3 separate regions of the Mus musculus genome follow, and all the other regions are linked to region 1. A link is a contact called in public HiChIP or PLAC-seq data. All regions are on one chromosome and are shown on one strand. The core of a region is the stretch at or near the end of the contact, and the rest is flanking DNA. Distances in the headings are between cores, read along the strand shown. Region 1 overlaps Frmd4a (FERM domain containing 4A). Region 2 overlaps Frmd4a (FERM domain containing 4A). Region 3 overlaps Frmd4a (FERM domain containing 4A).

What was found. HiChIP or PLAC-seq counts read pairs in DNA pulled down with a chosen protein or histone mark.
Region 2: a contact with region 1 is called in an HNF4G HiChIP or PLAC-seq map of pancreatic cancer cells. The contact joins two enhancer-like sites. A contact is called at or near these places in 1 of 15 datasets of contacts at CTCF or cohesin (the NIH/3T3 cell line), 1 of 484 Hi-C or Micro-C datasets (cortical neurons) and 4 of 115 datasets of contacts at active chromatin or transcription factors (the NIH/3T3 cell line, bone marrow-derived macrophages, embryonic forebrain and 1 more).
Region 3: a contact with region 1 is called in a FOXA1 HiChIP or PLAC-seq map of pancreatic cancer cells. The contact joins two enhancer-like sites. A contact is called at or near these places in 1 of 115 datasets of contacts at active chromatin or transcription factors (pancreatic cancer cells) and 1 of 9 other capture datasets (embryonic stem cells).

Annotation. Positions count from the first base shown.
Region 1 is chr2:4,259,274-4,263,193 of GRCm38.p6, forward strand. The region is part of intron 1 of Frmd4a (FERM domain containing 4A); the gene reads left to right. Gm39752 (a long non-coding RNA gene) reads left to right here. Exons shown (of 2, transcript XR_865942.2): 2 at 1-3,920. Among named protein-coding and RNA genes, the nearest start is that of Gm39752, 14 kb to the left of the region's middle. Within about 2 kb of position 1,583, at least 43 of the 459 cell types and tissues checked have an H3K27ac peak or open chromatin away from gene starts, as enhancers often do. A contact at or near this core is called in pancreatic cancer cells, where this site is marked.
Region 2 is chr2:4,406,001-4,409,537 of GRCm38.p6, forward strand. The region is part of intron 1 of Frmd4a (FERM domain containing 4A); the gene reads left to right. Among named protein-coding and RNA genes, the nearest start is that of Gm23691, 27 kb to the left of the region's middle. Within about 2 kb of position 1,286, at least 51 of the 459 cell types and tissues checked have an H3K27ac peak or open chromatin away from gene starts, as enhancers often do. A contact at or near this core is called in pancreatic cancer cells, where this site is marked.
Region 3 is chr2:4,443,711-4,447,300 of GRCm38.p6, forward strand. All of the region lies in intron 2 of Frmd4a (FERM domain containing 4A), which reads left to right. Among named protein-coding and RNA genes, the nearest start is that of Gm23691, 64 kb to the left of the region's middle. Within about 2 kb of position 2,136, at least 112 of the 459 cell types and tissues checked have an H3K27ac peak or open chromatin away from gene starts, as enhancers often do. A contact at or near this core is called in pancreatic cancer cells, where this site is marked.

The DNA.
Region 1 (3,920 bases), core at 333-2,832:
AGCACAAAGAGATTCCCTACGCCTTGCACTCCATCCGCTGATTTGCGTGCTCATGAGGTCAGTGCTAAGTATCTTCCTTGCTCACTCTCCACCTGACTTTTTGAGACAGGTTCTCTCACTGACCCAGGAGCTCGACAATTCAGCTATGCTGTTTAGCTAACAAGTTCCAGGGCTAGACCAGCAGTGGTATATCTTCTCCAGCACAAAAGCACAGACCTGTACCACTGTGCTTAGTGTTTTAAGTGGACACTGGGGAATTGAACTCTGGTCCTGAGGCTCACATAGCAGACAGTTCATGTCTAGTCCAGCTCTCTGATCAGTACCTTTTAATTGTTTAATAGGCAGAGAGCAGAGTCTGTCAAGAAATTTTTTTTCACTCGAAGACATGGAGAAGCAGGAATGAGTTTAGCAAAATCTTTAAAATGCCTGCTTGCATGTGAATGAACCATAGCACAAGACCAGGAGGTTCCACTGGCTTCCATGGGCTGTGAGTTTGGGGAGAGTACTATTTGTTCTTTAGAATTTGATATTTAAGACTGAAAAAAATTGAAATATCATAAAATACAAGCAGATGAGTTACTTAGTTTCTCATTGCTGCAACAAATACCTAAGGAAAGTAACCTTTTATAAAGGAAGGCTGGGCTTGGAGACATGGTTTAGCGGTAAGAGTGCTTACCATACGAGCATTGGGGCCTGAATTTGGATCTCAGCAGCCATGTAAAATACCAGGCATGGTTATACACACCTGTGACCATGACAATGTGGGGGATTCCTGGGGCTTGCTGGCCACCAGCATAGTTCCAGGATCAGTGAGAGCCCCTGTTTCAAAGGAACATGACAGAAAGTGACAGAGTAGGGCACCTGAAGTCCTCCTCTGCCGCCACATGGGAGCTTGCAGAGGGCTGAACGGCCTGCCCCCTTTCAGTGTAGACAATGTCAGATCCATGCAGGGCACAGGATCTGTAGCAGACTCCAGTATAGATCTCTGCTTAAAAACAAAGTTTAGCTTTTCTTTGCACTAAGGAGGAATAAGTAAGCACTTGCTAAGTGCTTCCACTTGGTTAGAGAAACGAGAGTGTCTGTGTCAGTCATAGAAAAGAATTATAGGAAGAGAAATCAGTGCATATCTTCATGGGCCAAGAGTTGAGGTGGAGCAGTGGGCACGCTCAGTAGGAGAGACGATGCCCCTAGGGTCATCAGTAACAGAGTAGACAGCAAAGCCAGAGAAATGAATCAGCACAGCTGGACCCAGGGACCAGAGTGTCAGACAGAGCTCTTTGATGCTGTAACATTCAAAGCAAGTGTCTCCTTGCTTACAAGGTCCAGTAGGTCTCCTAGGCCATAGGAGTGATAATATAACAAAAGCAAGCCCTCCAGAAAAGTGAGGGGGGCGGGATTTGCTTAAATTTGAAGAAGATAGTGAGGCAAAGGATTATGGGGAAGTCTCTAAGGAAATAGAGACATGAAAACAAAGCATTCTGACTTCTGGCCAGGGAAAATTTGCAGGACTGGGCTCTGCTGATAACAAAGCCGTATGACTGACGTGGCTATGAGTCTACACGGCACTTTCAGCACATCCCTGCCCCGTGAGCTCATGTCTGAAAGGATCTGACTGAGGCGGAAGTAATTGCTCACTGGGATGTGACCTCCCTTTGGCACAGCTAATCAGCCATGCTCTGCCATTATGGATCAGTGGCTCTAGCTCTCTGTTAATACGGTGCTGTGCAAATACACACCCCTCTCTGACCTCCTTCCCTTGTAGCTGGTGCTAGCCTGTGAGAAAACATCAAGAAGAAGCCACAGGGCAGCACTTAGTCCGGCTTTGCAGCCTCTACAGGAACCCTTCTAAAATGTACCCACAACGTTTGGGGATTCTTTGGGGGATACTGTTTTGACTGGCTACAAGTCAATGGTTCTCACCCCACGTCTGTTTCAGTGAGTGGCTAGAATGGATCAGACTCAGAAAAACACTATGTTTAACAGTTTGTGGGGAAAAAAAAAAGTTCCGATTGAGGAAGGGCACAAGGCATACAGAGAAGAAAGACAGGACAATCAGTGGCTTCTCTGGATGACCCGCTCCACCCCATCCTACCCTGCCTCACCCCACAACTAGGGTTCTTCAACACAAAAATTCAGAGAGCTCTATTCTATAGAGGTTTTGCCAAGGTTAAATTAAATATCATGTGTGATTAAACCATTGGCCACAGAAATGGACCTGATCCTTGTCCTCCCCTGCCTCTCTGTTGATATGGCGTCTTAGTGACTGGTCCCCATCTGATGATGATACCGGAGTCCTCCCTTTGTCTCTTAGGACAATCTCATCAGCATAAGACTGAGTAAATTCCCAAGGTCTCTAGAAGCTCTATCCCAGGCATCTGGAACAAGAGCCAGGTAAAAGCACGTGGCGCATGGGTGCATGAGTGTGCCAACAATGCCATACTGGCCATGGAAGTCTCATCAGATTCCAGTGGAGCTGCGAGACTCCTGCTCACTACAGTGTGTGTTTCGAGTATGGTATGGTGATGCACAGCTGTAATCCCAGCATTCAGGAGGCTGGGACAGAAGTGAGTATCGACAAAAGTGAGCATCTCATGATCCATTTTTAGCATGAATCATGCACTGACGAATAAAACTCTTTTATACCTTAGATACGGTTTGGGTTTTGAGACAGGACTCAGTATAGTGCAGGCTGACCTCAAACTTGCTAGGTATCCAAGGATGACCTTCAACTCCTAATCCTCTGCTTCCATCTTCAGGGTGGTGAGCATACAGATGTGCACGACAACATATGATTTATCCAGTGCTTGAGTCAAAGAACTTGATTTCCATAAGCTGGGCAAGCACTACACCAACTGAATGGCATCCCAGCCCTTGATATGTTTAGATACACTAGTACCACCATGTAATACTTGCCTTTGGTATTCAGTATAGCAATGTGCTAAACAGACCTGTAACCAAGAGTCATAGGCTTATACCATCACAAAACCTCAGTATGTAGCAGGCTTGATGCTTAGATTTGTCAAAGTAGATGCTGTCATGGTCACAAGGTTATCTCCTAACCATGCATTTTTTTAAAACCAAAAACTCCCCACAGTTGTAGTTAAATCTTTCTACAGTGATGGCCCAACTGCAGGGGAGGGGGGAAAGAGATAGATAATATCCAATAGTCCCAAAGGAAATTAGGAAGGAAAGAATTCCTCCAAAATTCCCTATATTGTGAGGTGTTGAAGGACAGTTTGGATCATCCCTCCCACAGTCACATCCCTGACTGTGAAAAACACTAATAACCCTTCTGGGGGACTTCCAGTTTTAGGGGGGCGCCCACCTTTGGTCCCTAAGTTTCTTGAACACCAGCCAGCTCATTGCTTCAGCTTCCTGCTTGCTTCCTGTTGGGAAGACACTGTGTGAGACACTACACCTCATGGCCCCTCAGTTACCTCTGCTGGCTCCTCACCCCCAAATCTTCATGGCCCATGTTTCATGTCAGCCATTCTGTTTACCACCTCTCAAGGTTTTTAATTTGAATAAGGAGCTCCAGAGAGACTGCCACCTCCTCTGTTATCTTACAGACAACAAAACGAAGCTCACAGCTCTTAAATGCTGAGTCACTAGAGGCTCAGCTAGGTAACAAATGCCTTAAACACTGTACATCAAATAATCCAATGAGACTGGTTTCATCGTCCACATTGAGTAGGGAAGGAAGCTGAGGCCTCACTCATCTGCCCCAGGGGTAGCGTAGCTGGCTGGGCTCAGTTGGAGAAGTGCTTATTGCTCAAGCATTACTCACACTAAAACAAAAAACAAAAAAAAAAAAAAAACAACAACAACAACAAAAAAAAAAAACAGCCTGGTGTGTCAATGCGTGCTTGTAATCTCAGCACAGGCAGACAAGAGACATGGGCCACCCTGAGGCTTGCTGG
Region 2 (3,537 bases), core at 36-2,535, 150 kb after region 1:
ATAAGAGGAGCAAAAATTTGTTGTCCACAGTCAGAAGCATTGGCAGGTATACTATAGCCTCTGGCTTTAACTCTGAGCACATCTGCATGTTCCTTCTTGTGCCTGTTTTCATATGTATTTGCCAGTGCATGGTTCTTGCATACTTGGGGAGGGAGGGTAGGTGTGGGCACTGATACATGCACATGTGTGGGCCAGAAGACATCCTCTCACCATTTCTCAGGATCCATTCACTTTCTTTTGGATAAGATGTATCTTAGTGTTCTTGAATCTTTAGGTAGGCTAAGGTAGCCTGGTCAGTGAGCCTCAGGGTCCTTCCACGTCTCTGTCTTTCTGGCCCTGGGAATACAAGGGCATGCTTTTTTTTTTTTTTTTTAAATGCAGACTCTGGGACTTGAACTCAGGTCCGTTACCAAACAGGACTGGCCTCTCCTGCATACTTTTGTCCATTTAACATTGAGTACATATGACCCACTGCTGCTGATGGGAACTTTATAGGGTCTTGAACAAGCAGAGCATGAAGCCATGCTCCAACATTGATCTACAGAGGCCTCATTAGAGATGACGTCACGACCAGGAGTCATTATTATGGTGCAATATACTAAGCCTTCAAACAATAAGTTTTTGTTTTTGGAACAGGGTCTCATTCTGTAGTCCAGATTGGCCTTGGACTTGCTATGTAGCCTGCAGTGACCTCAAACTCATAACCCCCCTGTCTCAGCTTCCCAAATGCTAGGCTTACAGGCAAGAGCCATGACACTTTGTTTTGAGCAATAATTTCCCACTTGAATCAGCTAACATTTCCCCTATAACTTCATGCCTGCTCCCCACCATTTCCACCAGAATTTGCCTGATCTGTCGATGTCCTTGCCTTTCTTTGTCCCTATTGAATGAGCAGTGCATGAAAAAAAAAAAATGATGTGTAATGGGGAGTTAGATTGATGCTGTATGGCGGCAAATGGAAATCAGAATGGGAGCGTCTCCAGGCTGTGCCATTCATAATCGTAAAACACACAATTAACGCTCTCCCCACATGCCTGTAAAGAGACGAATCCAAACTAGGGACCCAAAGAGTGCAGAGCCATCTGGATCTGAGTGACACACCTACACAAGCTGGGTAACTCAGGGCTGGCTTGCTCACTTCCTGGCTGCCTCTGACCACCCTCCAGTAAATATCCAATATTTATTTCTGTGTTGCTCAGAGAGAGAAAGCAGAGAGGGGGGAGGTGGTGAGGACACGAAGCAGACTCAGAGCTGAGCACAATGTGAGGCAGTGTTCTGCCTTCTCAATCCCCCTTTATTGGGTCCGTTGAGTGTTTGGTAACAGAAGAACTATAGAGTGACCAGTGGCACAGATGTAGCCTGCAAGACTTGGCAAGAGTGTGGAGACATGTGCAGAAGGTGACAGACGATGTTAAGAGCCACAGCTATGACTGTGAGGGCCTCAGGGTGCACCCAGAGCTCAGGGCAGCCTGCACAATATATCTGCATGTGATTGAACCATTGAACATTTTGGGGAGAGAGCATTATAGCAATGAAAGAACTGTAGAGATCACTTTTATCAGTGAGAAGATATTCACATTGAGGAGCCTTGCCTACTGGACCAAGGCAAACATCCCTGCCTTGTGGCAGGTATTTACACGATGCATCAGAGTGTGACAAACACAGTGTACACTGTGGCATCTTCTCTGGGTTTGTTATCTAGCCAGGTCTTCCACCTTCTGACTGTAAGACCTGTAGTGAGCTCCCAAATCTCTCTTAGCTTTAGCTTCAGTAAGCGAAGTCACATTCAGAGGCTTGCATGAGAGAACAGCTACGAAGCACCTGAGATGCAAAAGGTGTGCAAGGTGTTTAGCAAAAGACACGAGGGGTCCATGAGGTGGGTCAGTGGGTAGAGGTGCTTGCCATCAATCGTGATAGCCTGAGTTCCATCTCTGGGGCACAAACTGGAAGAGAGCACTAGCTTCCAGGAGACTGCTGACCCTCACATACATGCAGAGTGTGTGGCTCTCCCCACATGCATGGATGGATGGATGAATAGATAGATGGATGGGTAGATAGATAGACAGAATGTTAATTTTTTTCAATAAGAAATTTTGTCTCTGATCTGCTCTTCTGACATTGGAAGGATCAACAATACTAACTCTGCAGAGATTTAGAACATGTTAGGGGTCTAAGAAGAAATGTAGACATAAAATAAGTCATACATTTTCCCTTATAATGCTGAAATGTCATAGAAAGGAGGACAGTGGGGACAAACATTAGCTGACATATTTGTAAAAGTCACCCCAGCCTTTCAGAGAGAGCTCGTGCAGGAAAACACATGACCCTAGCCATCATCATTACTGGAAACAGGGAAACGTTTATTTTAAAAAAAAGGTAGTTAATGGGAATGGGGGTGCCCAGTGATGTAATGGGGGCGTGAGGGAAAATAACCGGGAGATAATGAGAAAGCCTGAGGCTGTGTCTGGGTCTCAGTACATTAAGAGGCATTAAAATAGAGGAAGAAGGAAGGAAGAGAGGAAAGATGATTTGGGCTTTGTGCTAGTGGGTTGCAGCCCCTTACCTTTCTAAAATAATTCTCCAGTTCTCAAAAATGATCAGAAAACTCACAGGCCTTCTAGAGTAGGTAAAATTGAAACTGATGAAGATCATATTGTCTAGTAATGTTAACTGCTACTTAGCATCGAAAGGGAAAGGGAAAACTCCTGTTACGGGCTTCAGATGAATCAGCAGGTGAGGGCCCTTCGTGTCCAAAGTCCAGAGTTTGATCCTCAGGACTCAAAGGTGGTAGAAAAAGAGAACTGACTCCCCTACGTTGTCCCCTGACCCCCGCATAGCACAAGCGTACCCACATTCATAATAAGCAAACAAAGAACTAAACAGGCACTTGAACAGTTAATAAACCTTTAATAATTAATGTACTGCATTAATAGTAGAAACCGTATTACAACCTGAAAATGCAGGATGCTTTTTTGGAGCCCCACCCCCAAATTGCCTCAATCACCCAATCACACTGAAGATCCCAGGATAGTATCCCTGCAAAATGAGAAATTAATATGCCAACTTACCTAGATGATCTGCATACTTGGCCAGTAAAATGAATCACAAGCAATGCCAGGCTTCCTGGTGACGGACTGACTAGATGCATAGACTAAAAGTGTTAACATGCATAAACAGAAAGTATTTATAGAACATTCTATCTTCTTGCTTCCAAGACTAGGCTATATTTGAGGGATAACCTATGGCTATCTTTTTGCCTAGACAGGGTGGAACATGTCTGTTATTTCACAGAGAAATTATAAGCTGGTATTTGTGTGTGGTTCCTTCCTTTCTTTATTGTGGAAAACATGGTTTTTGTAGTCCGCAACAATTTGGTTTGTGTCCCTTCCCGTTCCCAAGGCTGTAGCTTAGTCAATAGAGATTCCAAACTCTTTTAATGCTGAGTTCTACAACTTCCAACTTGGAAAGATAGCCAACTATTCAGAGAATAATACCCAAAACACAGTCCTTTGTTTCTTCTGTAGCTAGAGTGTTTTT
Region 3 (3,590 bases), core at 886-3,385, 180 kb after region 1:
CTTTTGGATTAAAAGGATTTGGAATTGTAAAGATGCATGGTTGGCTAATTCGCTACCAGCAAGGTGCATTTTAAAAATGTCTTGCTTTGATTTGTTGTTTATTCTGCTGTAGCAATTCGATGACCTAGGCTGGCCTTGAATTTGAGATGCTCATGGGCCTGTACTATCTGTGTGTGTGTGTGTGTGTGTGTGTGTGTGTGTGTGTGTGTGTGTTGGAAATAAGTGAGGCAAGTATTCTGGAATAGTTTCTTTTTCTTTGCTAAATGAAGGTATAAAGTAAACATAGTCACCCATGCCAACCATTTGCCTAACAGAACAGAGCGTACACTCGTAGACATCAGAAGAAAGGGCAGTCTTTGGAGTAAACTGCATTAACTAGAATCCCATATATCAGGGTTATTTTTTTCTTGTTTCACCATCAATCCAAGCAAAAGGCACCCAGACTTCTAATCATGCACGGGGTTGGTCTCCGTGATGACTAGCTTCCATCACAAGTCATTTCATTAGCATAACCTCAAAGTCATAAACTCTCCTGCCAGGGGCTGCTGAGATGGCTTTGTGGGTAAAGTGCTTGCCACTTAAGCCTGATTACCTGAGTTCAATCCCCAGGACCCAAAGGATGGAAAAAGAGAACAAACTTCAGCAAACTGTCCTCTGGCCTCACCACTGGTGCTCCACTTAGATAGATAGATAGATAGATAGATAGATAGATAGATAGATAGATAGATAGATAGATAGATAGATAAATGCAGTGTAAAAACTTTATCCTTATACTCAAGACAATCACAGAGTATAGTGCCAGCGCCAGGAACCAGAGACAACAGCAGTCAGATTCTTAAATCTAAAGGGACAGCTATGGCTGCAGCGTAGTTCTGTGGTAGCATTCTTGTCTACCATGCTTGAGGTCCCGGGCTCCCAAATATTGCAAAAACAAACAAACAGACGCAATGGCTAAAGGGTCAGGCACCCAGATCTCAAACTTTGGTTACACTTGTTGAAATAAGATCAAAGTTAATGTTTAGAGTCTCAGCTTCCAAGCATGGACTTCGATGTTAGTCCAAATTTTAAATGCTACTATATCAGCCACAGTGGGTACTGCAATAAAAGGCCACAGGCTAGGTGGAGGGATTAAAGTCAGAAATGCATGTCTCACAGGCCTAGATGATAGAAGTCCAAGAGCGGATGTAAGCAGGGTTATCTTTCCAGAGCCGTCTCTCTGGCTTGCAGCTGGCTGCATTCCTTCTGTCTTCATGTGGCCTTGGCTTTATATCCTCCTCCCTCCTCCTCCTCCATCCCTCCCCTCCTCCTTGCCTCCTCTTCATGGTCTTCTTTTTCTTTCTCCTCCTTTTTCTTCTCCTTTCCTTCTTCCTCTTCTTCTTCCTCCTGCCCCTTCTCCTCCTCCTCCTTTCTTCTACTTTTTCCTTTTTCTTCCTCCTCCTCCTTTCTTGACACTGATCCTGTTGAATGGAGACTCTGCCCCTATAACTTCATTTAGTCACCTCTTCAAAGGTCATTTCAGAATCCAGCTACTTTCTAAGACTCCATGATTTGGATGTTAACAGTGGATTTGAGGGGGTGGAGAAATGACTCCGGTGTGAAGAGCACTGCTGTAGGAGAGGACCCAGGTTCAGTCTCAAGTACCATATGAGACTCTTACAACCACATGTGGCTCCAGCTCCAAGGGATGCAGTGCCCTCTTCTGCCCTCTTTAGGCACCTGTACTCACATGTCCATACACTGAGACATACACACAACTTAAAAATGAAACTATTTTTAAGAAACAATAAGTTTAGAGAGGGGCAATTCAACCCAAAACCATGACCCTGGGTACATAATCTTCTCAAGTCTTAGAATCTACTTTGTTTTTTGATATGTAAGGAAAAGAACAAGCAGTAATCACATGTACAAAAGCTGCTGGGAAGCCAGGGAACAGCAGGGACGCTGCCTGCTAGCCTGCCCCTGGCAGTGCCGCAGCCTCACCGCACCATTTTTATAAGGACACAGTGGCTTGCTGTCTGGAATGAGCCATCCGTTTCTCTGTCTGAAAGTCAGTATTTCCCAGTCATGGGCTTCTCTTGTTCCAGCTCTGAGACACTTGGCAAGTCCACAGAGCAAGCCAAGCATCAGCTGGGTTCAGCCCTAGCCAGCTCAGACTTGAGTCATCACTCTGAGTTAAGCTTGTATCACCCACTCTAGCACTCTGTCGTAGCCACCGTAAGTTGTGGCTAAGGACTCCCAGGTGTCCCTGCTCCTCTGTGGCCACACACAGCAAGTCTGTATGCCTGCGACTTAAAGAACCTTTATGTACACTCTGACATAACTGTGTGGAAATCCAGAAAACCCCATAAGACTAAGCCCTCAGGCTGCTGGGAGCTCACAGAACAAAAAGACCAGGATGCTAACGGCATCTGAGGCCAAATTGCCTGCGCCACCACCAAACCCCAAGAACTTTACAACTACACGAGGAGTTCCCTTTGGCAGGCTCTCTGCCTGTGGCAGGGATCCCAGTGGCTGAGCTGTACCACTGAAGAAGCTCATTCAAAAGTTATTTCCTCACAAACAGCTTCCCTAGTCTTACATCCAGATGTGTTACTAAATAAGTGGTGACCTCCCAAAAGTGCCTGCAGAAAGGCTGATTCTTCTAGGCCCACCCAGCCCTGAAGTTACACTAGTCATCATAAGATGCCTTTTCTTCAATGTTGTGGTTATAGCCAGTACATTAGACCCTAGACTAAAGGAAAACGGTCATTGTCCCCATCTCCCAAGAGCATGCAGTCTAAAGAGTGAAATGTCAATCCAGTCAGATATATAGAGACGAATTTCTAAAAGTAGAAGCACTGAACCAAGAAGGGAAACAGCAAAGAGATAAGATTTTTAAGTCAGCCACCCATGCATGGTGTGTTATAGCTCAGAGTGCTTTCCCAAGTAAGAATAGAAAAGCCCTGCCCTGTCTTTCACAGAAGTTTTCAGACTACTGTATCTTTCCATCTTTTGCAAAATGTTCCCTGGCCAAGTTCTCATGGAGACCAAGAGATTCTCAACTGCTATGACGCAGTAGGAGAGGGGAAACAGAAAGGAGAACACTCGGGTTGGAATAGTAGACATGGGATCCTCTGTGGTTCTGCAAATGGACATGTGCATATTATACAAAAGGAATATAGTTCAGATTTTGAGATAGGGCCTCATGGTGTAGTTCCATCTGGCCACAAAATTATAATTCTCCTGCCTACCCTGCTTTGTGCTGGGATTACAGGTGTATAAAACTGTCTTCTTCCCTCTCCCTCCCTCCTTCCCACCACTGTGTGTGTGTGTGTGTGTGTGTGTGTGTGTGTGTGTGTGTGTGTGTGTGTGTGTGTGTGTTAGTGTCTGCATGTGTGTACATGTATATGGCAGACAACCTTAGATATCATTCCTCAGTTGCTATCCACATTGTAGTTTTGAGACAGGGTCCCTGGCTGGTTTAGACTTCACCAAATAAGCTAGATTGGCTGCTGAGTAAAACCCAGAGATCTGTCTATCTCTGCATCCCCAGTAGTGGAGTACAATGATCCACCACCACCTTCACCCACCTTCTCATTTCTTACTGGATG